2 separate regions of the Zea mays genome follow, and region 2 is linked to region 1. A link is a contact called in public Hi-C data. All regions are on one chromosome and are shown on one strand. Each heading gives the region's core, a stretch centred on a gene start, on an enhancer-like site or on the middle of the called end of the contact. The rest is flanking DNA. Distances are from core to core; before and after follow the strand shown. Region 1 holds the start of LOC100284531 (blue copper protein). Region 2 holds the start of LOC100381623.

Region 1 (5,694 bases), core at 1,275-3,774:
TTAATTGTTTTGTAAAAAAAAGCTCCCTAAAATCAGATGTATGGAGTTGCTAAATGATAATAGTGGGTTAATTTTTTCGTGTTATCTAATAGTTCTCTATTTCGAGAGTGAACAAGAGGTTACTACATTTAGCAACAATATAGGGTTGAGTAGGGACTTTGTAAATTAGCAACCTCTTTTAGAGAATTGTTGGACCGTATTTAATAACAACTTCTTAAATTTATATTCAGAAACATGTTTAGAGAACTAATACAGACGCTCAAAATAAGACCCCATCTAAGAAGTCCTAGTATCTCAACCACCCAAAGTTCTGTGAATCTTCATCCCCTTCATCGATGGGTCGTCTGCGTACGTGATCTACAGCTGCTGGTGCACAGTTCCCGTACGTCAGCTATCTCTGCTCCACCACCCAACTAGGTGAGTCGCCGGCGTGCAGGGAATCCCGTTCGCCGATCTTGGTGAGGCGACGTCACGCATGGATGCCCACGGCCCACGCACCCATTACCTGTGCCCAGGTTCATCACCGCCAGCGAACAGGACTACTCCCTCCCGACCAAGTTCGTTCACGTTGGCGCAGTGTTGCCCTGTGCTCGGCGCGCCTTGCTACCACCCCGTCGGCAAGCCCTGCTCCCACCCGTGGGCACGCCCATCTCCTGTGACCTCAATCTCCTCCATCGCATGCATCAAAGGAAGCCCCAACAACCACAAATGGGTCGTCGAATGCCATCGCCAAATGCTGCGAAAGATGCAACACGACATGAATCAGGAGGTCCCATGTCAACCAGCGTCGCTACACGCTGACAACCTGCATCTCGGTCACGGTTGGGCAATGACAATTCCTCTTCGATGACGACTAAACGTCCGCAACCTGCACTTCGACGACCACACTCAATGTTCGGCAACGATCATGTATTGTTCACCTGTTGATCTTCATGTATTTGTCAATTGCTTTTGCTGGTGTTTGTGTGAACAATGTTTTTAGGTTGTAGTAACTATTCTATTCTTGCACCATACTAGATTCCCAGAGTGGTTACTTCACATCACTACTAAACCAGGATGTTGCAAAGTGATTATGGGGCAGCTGATTATGTGCAAGTTGATAATAAGGTGACAGATTCACCGGTAGTGAATGAAATGAGCTCACAGGCAACTAAAAGGTGGCGATCCAAGAATTTCAGTGAACAAGAGGACACACTGTTGGTTTTAGGCTATCTTAATGTGAGTAAATATTCTATTACATGGAGAGATAAAAGATGGCATATTTTGGGAAAGAGTATGGAAATACTTTCACAAAAATAAAACATATTAGAGTCAAATCATAATTGGTCATCATTGAAACATCGTTGTGCTATGATTCAGAAGGAAATGAGTGATCGTAATTTCCCCTTTAATCTCTTTCTAACCAAACAGGTCCTCACCGCTGCAGTCGACATACCCGGCCTTTGTTATTTGGTATTGAATTTGGATTGCGTAGATTTAATTAGTTTTTTTCTTCCATTTTGATTCGTTACCAGCTAGCTCTAGAAGGAAGAGAGAGGCAAACAGCTGAGTAAGAATGATCGTACATGTATTCAGCAGGAGCCTCGAACAAGCCATCGTGAGCATAAACGTGAATGGAGGAGGGTGCGTAGACAGTAAACACAATGGGCTACAGGGCTGCAACCAACAGGAAAAGCAGGGGACATAAGGAAAACCGAAACAGCACTGCCTCTTGCCTAGCCTAGCCCATCAGGGCGAGCCCGGCGAGGCCCGCGGCCGCGGCCAAAATGCCCATACCGAGCCGGGCCTCCCCACCGCAGGCAGCACCAGTGCTGCTAGTGCTCGAGGTGGACGTGGACTTGGTCGTGGTGGGCGGCGTCGTTGCGGCGGGCGTAGACGTGGACGTCTCCGGAGGCGTGTCAGCGTTGGGCGTGTCAGCGTTGGTCGTGGTGGGCGTCGTCGTTGCGGCGGGCGTAGACGTGGACGTCTCCGGGGTGGTGGTGGCGGCCGCGGCGGCGACCGTGACGGCGAGCTTCATGCCGTTGCCGCAGTGACCCGGGGCGCCGCAGATGAAGTAGCGCGTGCCGGGCGCCGTAAGCGCGACCTTGGTGTTCTGGTCGCTGTAGGACTGGATGGAGTTGCTGGCCGAGCAGGCGCTGTAGTCCGCGGAGCTCACCTCCGCCACCGTGTGCATCGCGCTGTACTGGAACACTGCACGAACGCGCGCACGCGTGCACCTTGTCAGCGGCCGACGACATGTGGGCTATATGCTTGTCGAGCTTGTACTCGCTTTACAGACAGCCTTGACCACAGTTAAAACTAGAAGTACGACGTACGACTCACCTAGGTTGTCCCCAGCAGCGAAGGTTTTGCCGCTCGCCCAGGTGGCGTAGTCCACGCCGCTGGCCCACCCGGCCGAGTCGCCCACCACGTAGTCCGTGGCGTGCGCCGGAGCGGCGACGGCAGCGAGGAGTGCCAGTACTACCAGACCTGCCGCCATAATGGCAGCCATGATGGTTGAGGACAGCTTAATCGATCAAGAACACGGACCGCTGAGTGCGGTGACTCGGAGTGATCAGTGGTTATATATAGGGTTGCGATGCAGGTGCTAGCTAAAGGCGATTTGGTAAGTTTTGGTGGAGTTGGTTCAGTTATGCTCGTCACCAACTCTGCTGCTCTGGCGCCCCCAGATTCATTCCCTGGACAATTCATGGTGATGCAGGACCAAAACCAACAAATCTGAACTATATACGCCTACACCCGCGAGGCGAAAACACTGCTGAGCATTGACGCGAAGTCGCAAAGCCTGAGATCAGTAGACGAGCATTGCGTGAAACATGTGACCCTAGCTCATGCCTCGTGTGCCTGTTTCGTGGGCATCGGCTTGCTTCACTTAAACGCCTGATTATATATAGCCTGAGAGCTATCTTGGTCAGAACTCAGAAAGCACTTGTTCCGCCGCTTGAGGTCTCCGACCTCTAGTCCGAACCAGGCTCATACTACATGAAAGGTACAGCTCGAAGGATGCACGTACGTAGACAGCAAGTTTTGGTTGAGTCGTTGAACAAACCATGCTCATGATATCTGCTTCGTACCTTGCGCGGACCTACTTTGACTCTAATTCCACATCGATGATTGATTAGCTTTCCATAGTCAAGCAGGTTTTATCTCTCTATCTCAAAAAAGTGCCAAGCAGATGAGCTAGAAGGCGATTGCTGGGCCATTTCTGCAGCTGCTGTCCGTGCATGATAGAAAGCCGAAAACAACTCTTTATGTCTATTATATTCTTTTTGAGACCCAGTAATGTACTCACTCCATCCACGTGATTTAGTCGTTTTAAGTTTTTTCTAAATTAAACTATTTTAACTTTAGCCAACAATATATATAACATTAAATTATTTTAAACTACAAGAATAACATATTATGATAGTTCAAATTATGATGAACCTAATAGCTTTACTTTTATGTTGTAAAATCTTATGAAACATCCGGTATAATCAGTCAAAGTTGATAGTGACTGATTTAGGACAAACCAAAAAACAACTAAACCATGTGGACGGAAGGAGTATTCTTGTATGAAATCAATGACCGCGATGTTCTAGCTTGCGAGAAGGAACCGTTGTGGCCCGTTTTCATCCCTGATTACGCGGCGACGAACACTAGATGTTGTAGTGCGTGTTCGTCCACCACCTCATCGCGGATGGGACGATCGCAGACATGGCATCCCTTGTTTGTCAGTCGCGAGGTACTGGCTACTTTGAGAATGACTCGGTCCTAGCGACAGCCTTTGGCAGGGTAGATCGAGCCGAGGCGGGGCAGATGTTGTCGCGCCCATCATGACGCTGGTGAGGGTTCCCTTGGGACTTCCCGTGAGTGAGAGCGGTCCTCTGGAGTGCTAGCCACGAAGCACTCTTGAGCTAGATCATGACTCGCTCCGCTGGATGAGGAGACGTGTCCGTATTCCGATCCTGGCAGGAGAAGGTCGTGGAACGAGTCAGTCATTCATATGAACTCGACACGGGCGGGTCCAGTCATGCACCATCGTCTGTCGTTATCTTGAGGGGGCTAAGTTGGAGGCCTCCAAAGCCTCTAGCGATGTCAGCCAAACCCTTCATTGAGGGGGACTAGGTTTTCGGGGCCCTAACCATTTCCCCCTCTTTGTCGATGACAAAGCCGAGACTCTCGAAACGGATGGTCGTTCCGGGGGCCCAAACGACGTCGTGGACGACCATCCGAACCTTGGTGAAGAAGACATCGAGAACGTGCAAGGTCCCTGTAATACCCAGATTCTAGATAATAAGAGTAAAAGACTAAGCTCTTTATATATACATGGCCCTTTGTTGATTTAAGCATATGAAAGGTAATGTTAAAAGTGACAAAATTAAATCAAGAGATAAACATGAGCTATGCATCTCATGCTGACATTTTGATGTGATGCATTTAGGTTGAAGGAGGAATCCTAATTTTAATTTGAATTCAGATTACAAATTTGTCGGGGACCATAATTAGGGGTACCCTCAAGACGCCTAATTCTCAGCTGGTAACCCCCATCAGCGTAAAGCTGCAAAGGCCTGATGGGTACGATTAAGTCAGGGATCAGTCCACACGAGTGACTCGATCACGCTTCACCCGAGCCTAGCCTCGGCCAAGGGCAGCCGACCTCGAAGAGACTTCCGTCTCGCCCGAGGCCCCCCTTTTTACGGCGGACACATCACCGGCTCGCCCGAGGCCTTGGCTTCGCTCAGAAGCAACCCTGACTAAATCGCCACACCGACTGACCAAGTTGCAGGAGCATTTAACGCAAAGGTGGCCTGACACCTTTATCCTGACACGCGCCCCCCCGGCAGAGCCGAAATGACCGCCGTCACTCCACCGCTCCACTGACCAGTCTGACAGAAGGACAGCGCCGCCTGCGCCACTCCGACTGCGGTGCCACTCGACAGAGTGAGTCTGACAGGCAGTCATGCCTTGCCAAAGGCGCCACGGCGAACTCCGCTCCGCCCGACCCCAGGGCTCGGACTCGGGCTAAGACCCGGAAGACGGCAAACTCCGCTCCGCCCGACCCCAGGGCTCGGACTCGGGCTAAGACCCGGAAGACGGCGAACTCCGCTCCGCCCGACCCCAGGGCTCGGACTCGGGCTAAGACCCGGAAGACGGCGAACTCCGCTCCGCCCGACCCCAGGGCTCGGACTCGGGCTAAGACCCGGAAGACGGCGAACTCCGCTCCGCCCGACCCCAGGGCTCGGACTCGGGCTAAGACCCGGAAGACGGCGAACTCCGCTCCGCCCGACCCCAGGGCTCGGACTCGGGCTAAGACCCGGAAGACGACGAAACTCCGCCTCGCCCGACCCCAGGGCTCGGACTCCGCCCTGGCCTCGGCCGAACGACCTCCGCCTCGCCCGACCCCATGGCTCGGACTCGGCCTCGGCAACAGAAGACAGACTCAACCTCGGCTTCGGAGGAGCCCCCACGTCACCCTGCCTAGGGCACAGGCCCGCCACGTCAACAGGAAGCGCCATCATCGCCCTACCCCGAATCGACTCGGGTTACGGAGAACAAGACCGGCGTCCCATCCGGCCAGCTCCGCCGGATGGGCAATGATGGCACTCCACAAGCTCTGTGACGACGGCGGCCCCCAGCTCTCTTACGGAAGCAGGGCGACGTCAGCAAGGGCTCGACCGCTCTAACAGCTGTCCCTCCGCCAGGCTCCGTCGC
Region 2 (5,694 bases), core at 2,316-4,815, 160 kb after region 1:
ATATCAGAAAAAATAATGATATCGGGAACATTTTTGCATATTTTATTGACAAAGAGAAAAAACAGTCACCAGCTACTGGAACGTCAGACTTATGTTCTATAAGTAGGATGATTGGTGACAAACTCCAAAGTTTGCATAAATGTACTACATTATGACTTTATGAGTAACTCAAGTGACTATGACTTTGCGTACTGTTTACAGTATTGCTTTGTGAAGAAATTTGTTTGATTTTCTAAACAAGTGCTAGTCATTTGTTTAATATTTGACCTTTGTATATCCTATATATCAGTATAAGACTAAACCATGTATCCGTTTTGTACTGCATGTCTTTTATGTTGACAGGAAAGGAGGTTGATGGGTCCTAGTGAAGTTCGGGACTTCGTTAATTCCTTAAGGTCTACATTTTCATCCTTTGAGGTTTGTTGCAAAATAACAATATATTCTTCTGTTTCTGTACAGTTGCTCTCAGATTTTTGGAAATTTAGGAAATCCATGGTGATGAAAAGTGAAACTCTAGATAAAGCTATCCAGACCAATGTTCATTTCGTATGCATTCTCAATTGCATTTTAACTGACAAGTGTTGCATAAACTCTCCAATAGATGTAAATTTTTGTATCATGTTTAAGCAGGCACTGTCTATTCCTACAATTGCTGTTGTCGAAGGGGTTGCTTTTGGTGGCGGGTTAGAATTGGCTCTGTCATGTGATCTTCGCATATGTGGTAGTGATTTTAATCTGCATCAATCTTATGCTTACGGGAATAGATTTGGTTCGTTTCTTTCACCAAATGAATCATTTTTATTTTCAAAATGATTCAAGGCAAGGATGCAAAATTCAGTTTGCCAGAGACTGGCCTTGCTATTATCCCAGGGTATGTCACCAAGCCTGTTCTTTACTTTGCAAGTTCTTTATACATACTTATGATGTTTTGTCTCAAATAAAGCTGGAACTGCAGTAGCCATGTGAATTTATTTATAACTACAAGTCAAACCTGTTCCTGCTATACAATTTCCTTGCCTTAGTGCATGCATTCCACCCTTCATAACAATGTTTAAAATTTCAGCCTTGATTCTGACTTTATTGAAACATAAAGGATGTTGTATCAATCTTTATATCTGAGTGGCATATCACGGTGAAATTACCTTGTGAATTATTTGGAGGTCTAGATTCAAATGACATTTTCAGCCCTTGACATCCATTTGATACAATATACAGTGCTGGAGGAACACAGCGCCTTCCTAGGATTGTTGGAAGGTCAAGAGCAAAAGAACTAATATTCACTGGTCGTAGATTCGATGCGGTGGAGGCTGTAACTATGGGTCAGTTTAACGTCCTGAGATCTGCTTCCTGCTGTTACGACTTCTTCCTCAAGGGCAACTTTTATCGATTCTTTGAAGGGTCATGTATGCTCACATTGCAGGAGTAGTAAACTACTGTGTTCCTGCCGGCGACGCTTATCAAAAGGCTCTTGAACTTGCGCGGGAGATAAACCAGAAAGTAAGAAACCGCTGAACAGCCTACATGCTTTATTTTGACAGAAGAATCAGCAAAGTTATTCGCCATCTGAGAATTCCCAGCAGATACTTTATTTGTCGGTTTTCATTGCCTCAATTGATTCATGCTAGTCGCTAGATACTTCCCCGTCATTGTAAATATCCTGAGCTCGGTTCTTTATGCCAGGGCCCGTTAGCAGTAAAAATGGCTAAGAAGGCCATCGATCAAGGGGCAGAGGTAGACTTGCCCTCAGCATTGGCCGTTGAAGAAGAATGCTACCAGCAAGTCCTGCACACTGAGGATCGTCTTGAGGGTCTAGCCGCATTCGCCGAGAAAAGAAAGCCTATATATAAAGGGAAGTAGGGCCGTGTATGGTCTTAGATTCATAATAATAGAAAGTCGCATTAACATGCCATCCAATAATAGTGGCATGATTGCATGACATTGATATGTGCAAATTCATGTCTCTCTGTAACTTTCAGGAAATAAGATAAGATGTATCAGCGCTGCTACCTATGTGTTCTGAACGAGGTGAATTTGGCTGCGGCTTTAGACTTAAGATAGACAGATTAGACAGCTGGGCTGATTGGAGTCCATTTCCCTTACGAATGTGAGATTTGAGTTGGACCTCAATAATCATTACTGATAAAAGTAAGCCCAAATACCGCTGTGAGATTGTTAAAATTAGCATCGAGACAGTGTTTAAGGGCATGCACAATCACATTGATTCTATCCATAGCTCATTGATTCTATCCATAGCTCATTAGAAATGGAATAAATCTATGAAGATATTGCACAAGTTTATATTAGAATACATGCATCAAAAAAAAAAGAATAACTAACTTTGAAAGATACATAGATTAAATGATGGATTTAATCCTACTATGAGATTGGGTGTGAGGTATAGATTCAACTAATACAGCCCCAGATTAAATTCATGGTAGGATTTCATTCCTTATAAGCTAACAAGGCCTAATATGTTATATGTGGTCTCTTTAGGAGTTTCTAGAGGGATAAATGAAATAAATCAAGAGATAGGCTCTTCGCTGACTCCGTCTCTACACGACTCTTAATACATATTGTGTTTTGATTGATATATTAGAGCAACTCCAAGAGATTAGCTAAAAAGACTAGCTAAATTTACTGATTTAGCTACTCTCTAAAATAGATTCTAGAGAAAAAGTGTAGGCTAATCCAACAGACTCGGTAAACCTACGGATTGAATAGAGAGTGAAGCAGGCTATCTAAAATTGGAGAGCGAAGATGGAGAAATAGAGAGCCACTAAATTTGAAGAGTCGTTTACAGAGTCTATTGGATACAATTTTCTTTTAATATTAGCTAAATTTACCTTTACAAAATCATATACCTAGTCTCTTGGAGTTGCTCTTATGTAGTTTCTTAGCTGTCTAATGTACTTGAAAACCAACCAGTATTTGGGTTATACATGACCTAATAGTTTGTATGATTAACATAAAGTTACCATATAAGGACATGTACGCCACGTGAGGTCCCTTGAGGGGTCTATATAGGATTCTCCATATATAATGTCTCTGAACTGTATTTATGGTCTAGAGGCTCAGAGTTGTATCATGCAATCTCTTAAATATCTCTTATATTTAGAAAATCAAACCATCGTCTTAGAGTTTTACATGCCATAAGTACAGTAATCACTTTTGCGCTTTTTCTGAACAAATGAATGAGCGAAAGAAATCGTTGCGCTTTTTCTTAACAAATGGATGAGCGAAAGAAATCGTTGCAACTTGCAAGTTTGAAGACAAAACCGCCTAGTACTGCTGTGCGTACTGTCTTCAGGTTCAGGCCCAACCGCCCAGGTAGGCTTCCAGGCCGTGCGCCGCGTGGGCGGCATGCCGGCATGGCAAATCGGTTCCGAACCGAATCTTAAAAAAATGAATGCCCAGTCTCTACTCAGCCTGCGTTCGCGCCTTTTCCATTTTCACCCCCCGATTCCGATCGCTTTTCACCGCCGCCTCTGTTCCTTCGCTAGTCGACAGGCCCCGCTTCCGCTCTCCTCTTCCACCGGCCACCGCCGCGCGCCGAGAAGATGGGGAAGCGGTGGATCCCACTGGAGGCCAACCCGGACGTCATGAACCAGGTGAGCTCGCGCGCCTCCGCCTAACGGCGGCGGCGCTTGCTAGGGTTTTGTTCCCTCCCGAATCGTGCGCCGCTCTCGCTGATTGCTGCCGCGGAGTGGGTTTGTGCAGTTCATATGGGGTCTGGGAGTCTCCGAGAGGGCTGTGCAGTTCTGCGACGTCTACGGCCTGGACGACGAGCTGATCGCCTTGGTGCCCCATCCCGTTCTCGCAGTCCTCTTCCTCTACCCGTTCACCTCCCTGGTAAGTAACGCTTTTGGTTGTCTTGACCATCCCATTGGATGCTGTGTCCAATGGTGTGCTTCGCTTGCTTTTGTTTATGTGACGCCAAAGCGGGGATTGATGGATTCGTCGTCTGATCAGGACGAGGAGAATAAAGAAGAATCAAGTGTTTCTGCCAAATCGACCGCAGGGGGCAAGGTGTGGTTGTATTATCCACTTATGTTTTTTCATGTCCTGTGATTGTAGTGTTTTGGACACAACGCCTTGGCTACTTTGAAGATGCTCGAGCCCTGAAGTAGGATAGAGTAGATATCCACTTGCGTTTGTAAGGTGATAGATGCCTAGAAATTGGAAATGAAAGCAACTGTAGCTATTAGCTAGGTAACAAGATATTGAATTGTTCATGTTATGTTTCACTTGTCTATTTTATGCTCTTATCCACACTATCACGCTGGTTTTGTTACCAGTTGAATCAAGTAAGAGTATTATGTGGTGGTGGTATATATTACTTAATGAAATACTCAATACTCAAGGAATTCCTACAATTTTTAGATCATCAAATAAACTCCACTTCTACAGTGACTGCTTCAGCGTTTTGGTCTCTACAGAATTGCTACAAAAAAAACTATCAATATTCATTTTCTATGGTTAATTTGCTTGAAATATTTTCTTACACACCACAAACGATATGCACCAATTTCTGTGGCACATCACAGCTTTTCACTTGGCAAATACAATGGTAGACGCTCTATGTATCAATTTCGTAATACTATGCAGTATTAACTTTTTATGATATCCAACTTTTGTTCTTACTTCACTTTCATGTAATATTCAGTAAACTATCTGTTTCATTTTTCAAAGAACCTGTTTATTAACATCTGGCTCCCATTTTCTTGTCCTTCCATTTAATGGTATGAAAGCAAACAGATACCTGTGCTTTTTGTTTACTCTTTGGAGTTGCACATAATTTTTTAATGGACATCAATTCACATGTATATCGGTCCCCAATTCAAATAAATATCAATTTATTTGAATCTCTTTTTTACCTTGAGAATATTCCTGACTCAATGTTGGATCTATGTTTTTTATCCCTGAATTTGTGTAGGATTTGAGCAAGAAGGTATACTTTACAAAGCAGACTATTGGCAATGCTTGTGGAACAATTGGTGTTATTCATGCAATAGGAAATGCAACATCTCAAATCAAGCTAGGTAATTTAACTTCAAATTTGCAATTGAGCTAATGGTGTACTGTCTTACACTTTACGACTTGCTGTTTTGAGTCACGATGATCGATGGGTATATGACCTAATATAGAAGGCCAAACTTCTCCTGTTCCTGTACCAGGTCATTTAGGTTCCCCAAATGTATTGAGTCCTAGTTGGCCTTCAGGTCTATTTACCAAAAGTTAGTACTATTTATGATATCAGGCGTCAGAGAAAATTCTTTGCTTGGTTTATGAAGCTTCACTGGATCCTCTTGTCTTTGGCACTACTGAAACTAAAAAAGTTTGACTTAATCAAGTGAATTTGGCTCGAGACCTGAGGGCATGGTTACTGGCCAATCAGCATATTTTGGCGAAAACTACAATGATACTCTCTCTATTCAGCCCCTTGTCTGTTTCGCCTTATGTTTCCATGATCTATCATCATAAATTGAAATTTTTTCGTATCCTGGTCAGGGTTTTTGCATAATATTATTGATGTATAGTTCATATTTTCATGAAGGTAAGTTTTGAAGAATTGTGACTTGTCCCAGTAGCTATGCACACTTTTTCTCTCAGTATATTGTGAATTATTTATGCTTTCTTGAACATGCACCTTAAATGGAGTAGTTGGAATGTAATTGCATTTGACTTGCTTGTAGC

The links. Hi-C and Micro-C count contacts between places; a contact is called where the count stands out from the background.
Region 2: a contact with region 1 is called in a Hi-C map of tassel, with 3 times the contacts expected there. The contact joins the promoter of LOC100381623 here to the promoter of LOC100284531 in region 1. A contact is called at or near these places in 3 of 25 Hi-C or Micro-C datasets (ear, leaf and tassel).

The regions. Positions count from the first base shown.
Region 1 is chr5:195,293,895-195,299,588 of Zm-B73-REFERENCE-NAM-5.0, forward strand. LOC100284531 (blue copper protein) reads right to left here and starts at 2,525. Exons shown (of 2, transcript NM_001367333.1): 1 at 2,323-2,525; 2 at 1,549-2,190. The coding sequence starts at 2,491. The coding sequence ends at 1,721.
Region 2 is chr5:195,453,665-195,459,358 of Zm-B73-REFERENCE-NAM-5.0, forward strand. It overlaps LOC100381623, which reads left to right and starts at 3,566. Exons shown (of 9, transcript NM_001174440.1): 1 at 3,566-3,608; 2 at 3,718-3,849; 3 at 3,970-4,026; 4 at 4,934-5,039. The coding sequence starts at 3,600. LOC100284299 (methylglutaconyl-CoA hydratase) reads left to right here. Exons shown (of 8, transcript NM_001157194.2): 3 at 343-417; 4 at 631-721; 5 at 820-871; 6 at 1,216-1,319; 7 at 1,421-1,497; 8 at 1,681-2,244. The coding sequence ends at 1,857.